2 separate regions of the Pan troglodytes genome follow, and region 2 is linked to region 1. A link is a contact called in public Hi-C data. All regions are on one chromosome and are shown on one strand. The core of a region is the stretch at or near the end of the contact, and the rest is flanking DNA. Distances in the headings are between cores, read along the strand shown. Region 1 overlaps CRY2 (cryptochrome circadian regulator 2). Region 2 overlaps PHF21A (PHD finger protein 21A).

What was found. A called contact is a pair of places that touch in the nucleus more often than the background predicts.
Region 2: a contact with region 1 is called in a Hi-C map of stem cell-derived neural progenitor cells, with 1.7 times the contacts expected there. The contact joins two enhancer-like sites. A contact is called at or near these places in 2 of 7 Hi-C or Micro-C datasets (blood and stem cell-derived neural progenitor cells).

The regions. Positions count from the first base shown.
Region 1 is chr9:49,866,426-49,871,674 of NHGRI_mPanTro3-v2.0_pri, reverse strand. CRY2 (cryptochrome circadian regulator 2) reads right to left here. Exons shown (of 12, transcript XM_016920726.3): 3 at 3,374-3,516; 4 at 1,186-1,370; 5 at 70-158. Among named protein-coding and RNA genes, the nearest start is that of CRY2, 12 kb to the right of the region's middle. Within about 2 kb of position 2,329, at least 19 of the 24 cell types and tissues checked have an H3K27ac peak or open chromatin away from gene starts, as enhancers often do. A contact at or near this core is called in stem cell-derived neural progenitor cells, where this site is marked.
Region 2 is chr9:49,998,400-50,003,648 of NHGRI_mPanTro3-v2.0_pri, reverse strand. All of the region lies in intron 5 of PHF21A (PHD finger protein 21A), which reads left to right. Among named protein-coding and RNA genes, the nearest start is that of LARGE2, 69 kb to the right of the region's middle. Within about 2 kb of position 2,503, at least 13 of the 24 cell types and tissues checked have an H3K27ac peak or open chromatin away from gene starts, as enhancers often do. A contact at or near this core is called in stem cell-derived neural progenitor cells, where this site is marked.

The sequences.
Region 1 (5,249 bases), core at 1,080-3,579:
ACATGACCTGTATCTCCTGCTGTGTGGATATCAGTATCTGCAGCTCTGTGTCTCAGAAACGGCCCATACCTTCCGTTCCAAGTGCTTATCCAGGCGGGCCAGAGCTTCTGTCTCTCCTCCCTGCCAGACAGCTGGACCAAGTCCTTCAGTGGGGAACCCTGAAGAGAAGGAAAGGTCACAAGACAGGAGGTTTGACCATTTCAGTGATAGCCCGGCACGGCTGTTCTGTTATTTGAACTTTATGAGAATTAAACCACAGTGTCTCGGTGCTACTGGGGGTTAGATAATCCTTAAAGTTTTAGCGTTTTCTAGGTCAACTTGGTTCTCTTCCCATAGTCACTATTTTCTCTGCTTTCCCCTGCACCCTTATCGCTCCAGGTAGATGACAACAATCCCGGACCTCCTGCCTTTTCAGATTAGCTGGCAACAACTGTGGTTTTCAGGTGAAAAAGGCTAATAGCTTTGTTCAGATCAAAAGACTGGAGGTGTGGCTCACGTCTGTAATCCCAGCACTTTGGGAGGCCGATGTGGGTGGATCACTTGAGGTCACCAGTTCAAGACCAGCCTGGCCAACATGGTGAAACCCCGTCTCTACTAAAAATACAAATATTGGCTGGGCGTGATGGCAGGCGCCTGTAGTCCCAGCTACTCAGGAGGCTGGGGCAGCAGAAATGCTTGAACCCGGGAGGTGGAGGTTGCAGTGAGCCAAGACTGTGCCACTGCACTCCAGACTGGGCAACAGAGCCAGACTCCGTCTCAAAAAGAAAAAAAAAAGGTAAGAAAGAGGGAGGGGTGAAAGAGTGTAGTTAGTAATCTGAGAGGCTGACAGATTCCCTGCTTTCAACAGAAGCAATACTAGCTATCTTGTTACTGAGAAGCCCATGGACACCAGCACCAGGCAGTGCCTGTATTGTCTGCGAGAGGTTAGTACAAAAATAGAGGCATGATCTAGAACCAGAAACAGAAGATTACATGTATGAGTATGAACAGAACAAATACTAGAAGGACATAGTTTAAAATTAATTGTGGTTACCTCTGGGTGGTGGAGTAATAGTGACTGCCATTTCCATTTTTGTTTTCCTGTGCTTTCTAACCTTTCTATAATGACATGCATTACTTTCACAAAGAATTTCTTTACACAAAAGCAGGCACCAGCACAAGCGGCTCTGGGCAGGAAGTACGCACCCAGCTCCTCCAGGGAGGGCACACCGTAGGTCTCGTCATGGTTCTCCTGGATCTCGGCCCTGCAGCTCTCCATCTGCTGGCTGGTCACCGAGCCCACTGGCTTCTTGGGCAGCTCCATGCGGCTGATGATGGCCTGAAAGCGCTTGTATGTAAGGGGTGGCTTCTGCCCATTCAGCTCAATGATCCTGGGGAGCCCAAAGCACAGCTAGTGTTACCCACATGGCCCTGTGATGTGGGTCCCTGCCCACCCAAAAAAGAACCCAGACTCTGAAGGCTTTGAGGGTGGCTTTCCTCATCCACTCACAGGTCCCATGCCTGAGTGGAAAGGAGGGGGCAAGGGAGGCCGCATCTCCATTTTACCGAGAGGGAAAATAAAGCCCAGAGAGCTGAAGCAGGTGCCTCAGTAATGGAGCAAGGCAGGGCCAGAGCTGGGACTCAATTCCGGGCTCCCTGGTGTTGACGCAGAGCCGCCTAAAGACAGAGACTGACAAAATCTCTAATCACAGAAAAATCCCTACTAGCCTGCTTGGCACTTGGCCTATCTGTCCAAGCTAAGGGAATCCCCATAGGCCTCTACCACCCATGTAAGCCCTGGAGAAAGTTCTTTGAAAAGAGCCGAAGACATGTTTTTTTTTTTTTTTTTTTTTTTTTTTTTTAACTCTAACATCATAAGGAATAGCAGACATGTTCCTTTCTTGGAAAATCATCCCCTTCTTAGCCTCCATTTATTAGAACATTGAACAGAGAGGTGGAAGACAGCTTATCCTCCCAAATTCAGAGACTGGAGCTAGAGTTCATAGCCACAACTGATACTTAAAGAGAGTCTTGTAGTTTACAAAGTATTTTTCATGACCAGGGAAAACATAACTGCACTCATGCAAGAAGGAAGGAGTATCAGAGGGCGAAGAAGAGAACGGAGGCTGTTTATATAAGGATGAATTGGGATGGTATGGAGCCACATTCCCGGGGCTCTTCTTGGCCAAGAAGTAGCTTACGCAAGGCCCATCTGGCTGGGTGAGTTCATTTCTCAGTTTGCTCTCCCCACGTTAGTGGAGATATATGGTCGGCTGCTGCCTCTGCTATGCCTCCCCCTCCTCTGGCACGCAGCAGGAGGAGGATCTCCACACCCAGCCTCTCCTCCTGAGGGCCCGGCTCACGTGCACAGCTATGTGACCTGGCTTCTTGGCAGCCAGCACTGGGTTGGGAAGTGGGGGTGGGGAGCGGCGGCGGCTGCTGGCTTGGCAGCAGCAGCAACAGCAGCAGCAGCAGCAGCAGCAGGAGGGTGACAGCTCTGGCATGGCAGGGAAGGGGAGGAGAGGATTTCCTCCTAGAATCTCTGAAAGCACAGAGGCTGTCACCAGGGGAGGAGGCTCCTCTGTAGTTAGCAGCTCCCTGCAGGGATCTCTTAGAGCCCTCCCCGCCACCAAGCAACATGGCCTGGAAACCCAGATAGTCATAGAACCTGGGAACTCTTTTTTTTTTTTTTTGACACAGGATCTTGCTCTGTCACCCAGGCTGGAGTGACGTGGCATGATCACAGCTCATGGCAGCCTCAAGCCCCTGGGCTCAAGTGATCCTCCAACCTCAGCCTCTTCAGTAACTGGGACTACATGCATGTCCCACCATGCATGGCTAATATATTTATTTTTAGTAGAGACGGGGGTCTCACTATGTTGCCCAGGCTGATCTTGAACTCATGGACTCATGCGATCCTCTCACTTTGGCCTCTCAAAGTGCTGGGATTACAGGCATGAGCCAGCATGCCCAGCCTAGGAACTCATCTTAGGTACAAAAACTGGACCTGTGTGAACAGAGGTCTGTTGGAGGGGTAACAGACAGGGTCCACTGAGGTCAGAGGGCAGCTGTTGAGCAGGATGGAAGTGGGAGTATGAGGCACAGGTGGGACTCGGGCATACTAGGAGCAGATTTGTAAATACCCTGAGTGTGGGTCCTCACTGCTTCCATGCCTTGGGCCTAACAAGCCTCTCTGCCACCTCAATGGGGTAAAGCTCTTTGTGACCTGTTCTACAGGTCCTGACTCTGGCCTATTCTCCTCCAGCTTCTAGAAGATGCCATGCCTCCTGGGTCAGGTGGCCCTAATGCTGAACCTCTCTGAGTTCCGCTCAGCAGGGGCCCAAATTACTAACTCTCACAATTGGTAACCTGATCCCTGGGCCCCATCTCTTACCTGTCCAGGTCATAGAGGGTATGAGAATTCTCCGTCACTACTTCCACACCAGCCTCCTTGGCCATCTTCATGATGGCTGCATCCCGTTCTTTCCCAAAGGGTTCAGAGTCATATTCAAAGGTCAAGCGGGTCACTCCCCATTCCTGTGGGGAGAGGATCTGTTATGCTCAACACTGTGTTTGGGGAGGAGGGGGAAGCTGGACTCTCAGTTCCTTCCTGGGAGAGAACAGAGCTAGTCTAGAGACCTGTCTGATGGGCAGCAGAAAAAACTAGGAACAGGGATTTGATCTGGAAAGCAAACAAGCTGAGGTTCAGAAAGTTTGAGGAGGGCAGGCAGTGTGGCGAAGCCAACAGCACGGCAACAGTGGAGTTGGGAGAGAGGCAGGCAGCCTTGTGCACTTGCTGTGTCCTTGAGGTAGGAGAATGCGGCAGGAGGCCATAAATACAACGCTCCTGGGAAACCCCCAGTCCCAGAGAGTGGCACTGACTCACAGGTGGGACAGGACCACAGCCTTCTGCCTGCTCAGCAAGCTTTTCCCAGAGCTTCTCACAGCCCTGCAGACTTGTGGCCTAGTTTTCTTGGCAGAGTTGTGCTATGTGAAGTGTCTTAATTGTTTCCACAGCAACACTCCTGAGGCCAATAGCAAACAGAGCTAATAGGTTCCAGCCCTGAGAGAGTCAGGAAAGGGGAAGCGATCCTTAGTCTGGAGGTCAGAGGAAACTGACCGGAGGGGCTACATGTTGAAAAGGAGGAAGTTCTTTCCTAAGCCTTTAGTCATTTCTGGTAGGAATTTCTAGATCTCATAGCAAGCTGGCCCAGTGAATGGTTGTACAGTCAACCCACAGAAAGCCCTAGAGCATGCAACTTGCAAGAAGAAAAACACATTCTCCAAAGTCTCTGGTCATAGTCTCTGAAAGCTCTGAACCACAGGGGCAAATGTCCTAGCCATGCACAGGCTGGTCTGGTCCTGACTCAGCCCTGCCCGGGGACTGGGTCCTTAGCAGGGCCAGTTATCATTCATTCGAGGATATCAGCATTAAACATTGATTGAGCCCTTGCTATATGCCAGGTACCATGCTTATAGTTCATATAGGTTACATCACTGAATACTCATTGTAACCTGTGAATGATAACAATATTATTAAATGACATTTTCTCCAAGAAGCCTTCTTGACTTCCTCCTTCAATATAATTCTTCTGCACCTTGTCTTTTCTCCACTGCAGCATGTATTATATGACAATGATACACTTGCCTGTTTCCCCTATTAGTGTGAACTCTCAGAGCAGAAACCATGTTGTCTCACTCATCATCATTACCCTTATACCTAGTATGGGGCCTAGTACCTAGCAGAAGCTCAATAAAAATACATTACATGACTGAATGGATGACCTAGCTATATCTCTGGGATATAAGTGGGTTGGCCTCTGAGTTGCTGGGGGAGAAAAAGGGCAATGTCGAGGGGAGAAGGGAGGCAAACGTATTTATATGGTATGGTGGGTAAGGATACAGCTCTAGAGTCAGAATCCAAGATCGTCACTTATTAACTTCACAACCAATGACTGTTTCCTCTCCTGTAAATCGGGATAGCAGTAGCCACCTCTTAGGCCTGCTGTGAGGAAGAACTCAGTTGATGTAAACAAGCACTGGGAACAGCGCTTGACTCATAGGCAGCGCTCAATGAATGTGGGCAATTACTAGCACTGTGTGATTTGTACATGTATGCACAATTATGTGTGGGGGTACGGGGAGGGGAATTGGAGGATGATGTATTCACTAAGCTGTTTGCCTTGACATGACTTTTCCTTTTGTCTCGGAGTTAGGGTGGGGAGGGGCATGACAATCATTGTGTGCTGCTGAGGGTGATGGCAGTCTAT
Region 2 (5,249 bases), core at 1,254-3,753, 130 kb before region 1:
TTGGTGTACCACTTGAGTTCCTATACTTTAATTTTGTGATTATCACATTCACTGTACCATAGACTAACATTTACAATGGATACATTTGTGCCCAAAGAAAGTAAGTTAGTAGTGAGCAGTATTGTTAGGATAACTATTGACCTTTTTTAGGTTACTGTGGTTAGGGACATACTCAGAAACACAAACTGCTATGATGGAAACTTTATTCTGAGTTGCTGTGAAGGCTGTTATGCCATTAGTTAAGGCAGAGTTATAAATATAGCTACCTTTTGTTTCCCAAATAATTGGGATCCTATTCAAGATGAATTGTGCCAACACCTACTTTCAAAATTGCCTTTCATTTTATCTGCTCAAGCATGTACACCTAGCCTTTGCTCAGGGTAGAAAAAGCACTAATCTACCTTTGTGCGTATGGAAAGTAGCATTCCTGGCACTGCATTAAAAACTCCAGGAGAATGCATTATTAATGGAATACGTTTCTCTCTCTCTCTCTGTCTCTCAAAAAGGGAAATCATTTCTGTGGCCACTGTCAAGGATGATAGGGACAGACTTAGTGCTAGTTCTTAACCAGCGTATTTTTTAAGTGAGTTACTGAGCAATACATAAAGAGAAATGCTTTAGCAAGTAAATACCACATGTAGCTTGTAGACACCAATGTGATCTAATTGTAATATAGATCACTCTATAATGTGTCAACCTGTAAGCTTTAGTACCTTGAGTACTAGATCCTATGTTTTTAATAGGATGCCACATTATCAAAGGTTAGAAAAACAATAATGGCTAGGCATGGTGGCTCACTTTGGAAGGCCGAGCCAGGAGGGTGACTTGAAGCTGGGGGTTTCTGACCAGCCTGGGCAATTCAGTGAGACCTCATCTCTACAGAAAACTTAAAAATTGGCTGGATTTGGTGGTGTATGCCTGTAGCTCTAGCTACTTGGGAGGCTGAGGTGGGAGGATCACTTGAGCCGGGGAGTTTGAGGTTATAATGAGCTATGATCACACCACTGCACTCCAGCCTGGGTGACAGTGGAGACCCTGTGTCTAAATAAATAAATAAAAATTATTTTTTTAAAAAAGCCATACACTGAAAATAATAATGAATTTGGGGTTTGAATATTATGAAGATTACCAGAAGGTTTTTGAATCACTTTTGATTTAAATAAGCTCCCATCATTTGTTTACTGGTTTCCAGCTTTATGTTTTTGGTTTGTTTTTGTCTACACATGTATAATTGAGCTGAATATGTGTGCCAATAAGTAACAGAGCTGCGTTCAGCTTCTGCTTAAGTCTGCAGTATTAAAGTCTTCCTTTTGTTACATGTGCTGGTCTTGCAGACTCTGTAGAGCCTTATCAAATGCAGCCAGTTGGTGCTGCTGGTATGAAAGCACAGGGGAGCTCTCATGTGGAAGGTTAATGGAGTGTAATTATAAAGAAAAATGAACTGCTCAACCACTCTATCTCACTCTACCTGCACCAAGAGTGACAAGTGCTCTGATCTTTTATAAACCCTGGAGTAGAGGTTTAACCATCTAAAATTATGACAGTATAACTGTCACACAAACAAACATGCTGTGAAGTATAGGTATGCACCCCTGTGTAAGAATGATTCCTTCCTGTTAGGGGAGTCTCTGTTAGGACAGGAGCACCTTCAGCCACCAAGAGCAGCTGCTTGTTAAACATTGCACGTTTGTGTCACTTCTTTTCCACTCAATTTGTTCCATTTTCTTTTCCTAAAAGTGCTTTCTCCCCTATGATTAGTGGCAAAAGTGGATAGCCTGCTGATGAGTGGGTTCGTTCCACTGTATCCCATCAGACAACAAATATCCATGCTTTCTCCAAGCAAGCCTATCACACTTGCCTTAGCAGCCAACCTGAAATCAGCTGTATTCTTATAAAGGGGATGGAAATAATTGTCTCTTCTCATTCTCAACATCTAAGCAGAGTAGACTCTAGGACGCTTAGGTACAGTCTGACAATTAGGTCTTTCTCCCAGGTCTGCATATAGCACAGAGATTATACACATTTCTGTGGGCTCAAGATGGAGTTAGATTCTTATGTCCTTTGGTTGAAAATATTATCAGAAATATTTAGTAAGGAAAATGCAGCACAGAGGGACAAGGACAGAGAAATACCAGGGAGACATTCAAAGCGTGTGATGACTAGACAAACTGTTACTAGTGTGTCACGTTGCCAGTGAATATTGCAAAGTCGTCCTACTACTGGAACATCTGAAGGGTAAGCTAAGCGAGCTGGGTTGCAGAGCCGGGTTGATTTAGAGCTTTTGCCAGCTCAGCACAGAGTTGAAATAAGGTGTTGCAGAATGATGCAACAGCAAAACCCCTGACATCTTGTTCTTACAAAGCCTAAAACATAACCACTCTTGGTGAGGCTGTGCTGCCTACTGAGATAAGTAAATTCAGCATCACATACATTAGGCCTGTGGAGACTAAGCAGAAGTGATGGCTGCGTCACTTACACAGCAGTCTTACTGACTGAGCCCTGGTCTTGCCTGATACGTGGAGGAGGGGCAGCCAGGATTCCTAGTAGCAGCTCTGAAAGCAGGGAGGCTGGTTTTAAAACCTCTCTGTGTGGTTTGTAATGGTATTTCCGCAGCCCGTTTGCATATGGGTTTTGATTATCTGAGCTCTATTTCAAAAGACAAATAGCTACATAATTTTTATGGCAGTAAGATAAATCTGTTAGTGAATCAAATTTTTAAATCCAGCTTTAGTGGATGGTAAGTAAAGTTTGCTATGATTTACTTTAAAAACCCACCAGAGCCCAACACTTTACCCAGTCTAAATGTTGCCAGTGTCCATTCCATTTTTAAAATTGAAGTCATTATTCCAGAATTGAAGTTTTTGGCTTGAGGCTGTAAGGTTAGCAACAGAATCTTAAAATTGTCCATCATACTATGTAGACGAGGAAGTATATCATTCTTGTTGGGTTGGCTCCAGCATTTATCCCTGCTCAGCTGCCCTGCCAAAGAGACTGTCTTGGATGACAGAAGTACAGTCTCCCTGGCACTTTGAAGCAAGTTATCTAGCCCTGCCCAGTCCCTTTAGGAACGTTCCCAGCCTTTCCAAGTACTTAGAGCAGTTTCTAGGAAATTCATCTCAGATAGGCACTGTCGGTGTAACAGGCTCCAGAGCTATCTCGCCAGCTGCCCGAGCCTCATCTCTGACCGTCCCGTTTCCCAGCATCACTGCATCCACTGGCTCCTCTCCTGCTTGGCCCTTTCAGTTTATTGTATAGGTTACTCTACTTCCTTGGATCTCAACAGCCTGACTCTGTTTCCTGGCAGTTGACTGTATCTAGAGAATATGACCAGAAAGGGACATCTCTCCCTGTTGGCCCAGCTCCCCATACTAGTGTACTCTGCATTCAGTCAGTCTGCTTGGATGCCACCCAACCTCCTGTCAGCCCCAGAAAAGTTGGCTCAGAAAAATGAGCTCCAGCTTTTTGTTAGTGAACAGAGCTTCATTCAAACTAGTTTTCCAGAGGGTAGGGATTCCATATTCTAGTCCCAGTTTTACTATCACAGAACTGTGTAACTTTTGATTGGTCACCCATCACCATGTGCCTCACTCTCCCCATCTGAATCAATGACAGTTAACATAATTAGCCCTGCACAGTTCTGAGAGTCTTATTTGATAAGAGGGTTTCAAAATTTACAGTCGTAAAGTGCTGTGTAAATATGTGATTACTTACACACACAAGCACACAGAAAAATCACATCATTAGGGAAATATTTGTGGAAAATAGTACCATCATTTTTCATTTAGGGTCTACTCAGAAAGTAAGATTCTTGAAAAATTATTAAATAGTCGTATGTTTATAACATGAATTGTTTTTTCTTAATCATGTAAATTAAATGATTTTGAAAAATCAGAGTACTCAGAAATGAGAACCAGTTAAATGTAAAAGATGTTAGTTTCAGTGTTCTGGTTGGATTCCAAGTGAGATTATTACATTTTGCTTACTGTAATTCCCTAGATAGCTTCAGCAAGGTAGTTTTCAGTTTTCTGACCTCTACTCTACAGCTCTTTAAACAACTGCTTTCTCCACCACTTGAGGTAGCTGCGGTTCAGTGGTAGAGGAACGGATTTCAGTTTATCCTTGTGTCAGTCTTATGTGACAGGGGTTAAATTATATGTAAGGTACTTTAAGCTGTTTTGATAAAGTAGGCACCATTATGAAACATATTACTACCATTTTCATTTCCACTGTTATATTTTGTATATAGTTGTGTGTTTCCCTGTGTCTTCAGATATTTTATCTTACCATATTCTCAGAACTCATTCATAACTTGACTTTTGTCTATGCATTTTCCCACTAAAGTCACATCCCAGCTCTTCCATTATGATAAAATTTTGATTAGTCAGAAGGCCATTTGAATTTTCTGGTTATCTAAAATCATTTTTGGTTCACCTTGTGATGTCAAAAAATTTTCTTTTTTGAGATGGAGTCTCGCTCTGTCACCCAGCGCTCAGGCTGGAGTGCAGTGGCGCGATCTCAGCTCACTGCAAGCTCTGCCTCCTGGGTTCACGCCATTCTCCTGCCTCAGCCTCCCGAGTAGCTGGGACTACAGGCGCCCGCCACCATGCCTGGCTAATTTTTTTTTTTTTTGTATTTTTAGTATAGATGGGGTTTCACCATGTTAGCCAGGATGGTCTTGATCTCCTGACCTCATGATCTGCCCGCCTCGGCCTCCCAAAGTGCTAGGATTACAGGCATGAGCCACCGTGCCGGGCCGAAAAATTTTCTAAGTAATGTCTAATTCCACTTTCCTAGTAGTTACAGTTCAGTGAGTGTAATTACCGTCTGAGAGTTGAAAACTGGTGGCCCATGGGCTTTATCTATCAGCAAAGATACTTTGTTTGACTCACAATATTAAAAGCAGTTCATTGATTAGTGTTATTAGGGCACTGCCTCTCCAGTTGATGTCAGTCCCTATCATGCCTAGTATCTTACACCTGGCCTGCTTCATTCTCTTGTATTAATATTACTTGCCTGGCAATAGGTAATCATCCTATTACATGTTCTTGCAAAATGTAATCATCAGTTTACATGTTCACGTGAGTGAGATTTCAACCCCTGAATGAAACTGTTCCTTAATGATTTAGCTTCTTTGGGTGTGTCAGGATCATCTTTGTGAGCATTTTTCTCTGTGCAGTGCTATAGAGGTAAAGATATACATCAGGAAGTTGTATTCTTGCCATTCAGAGATTCATAAAATTTTAATAGAA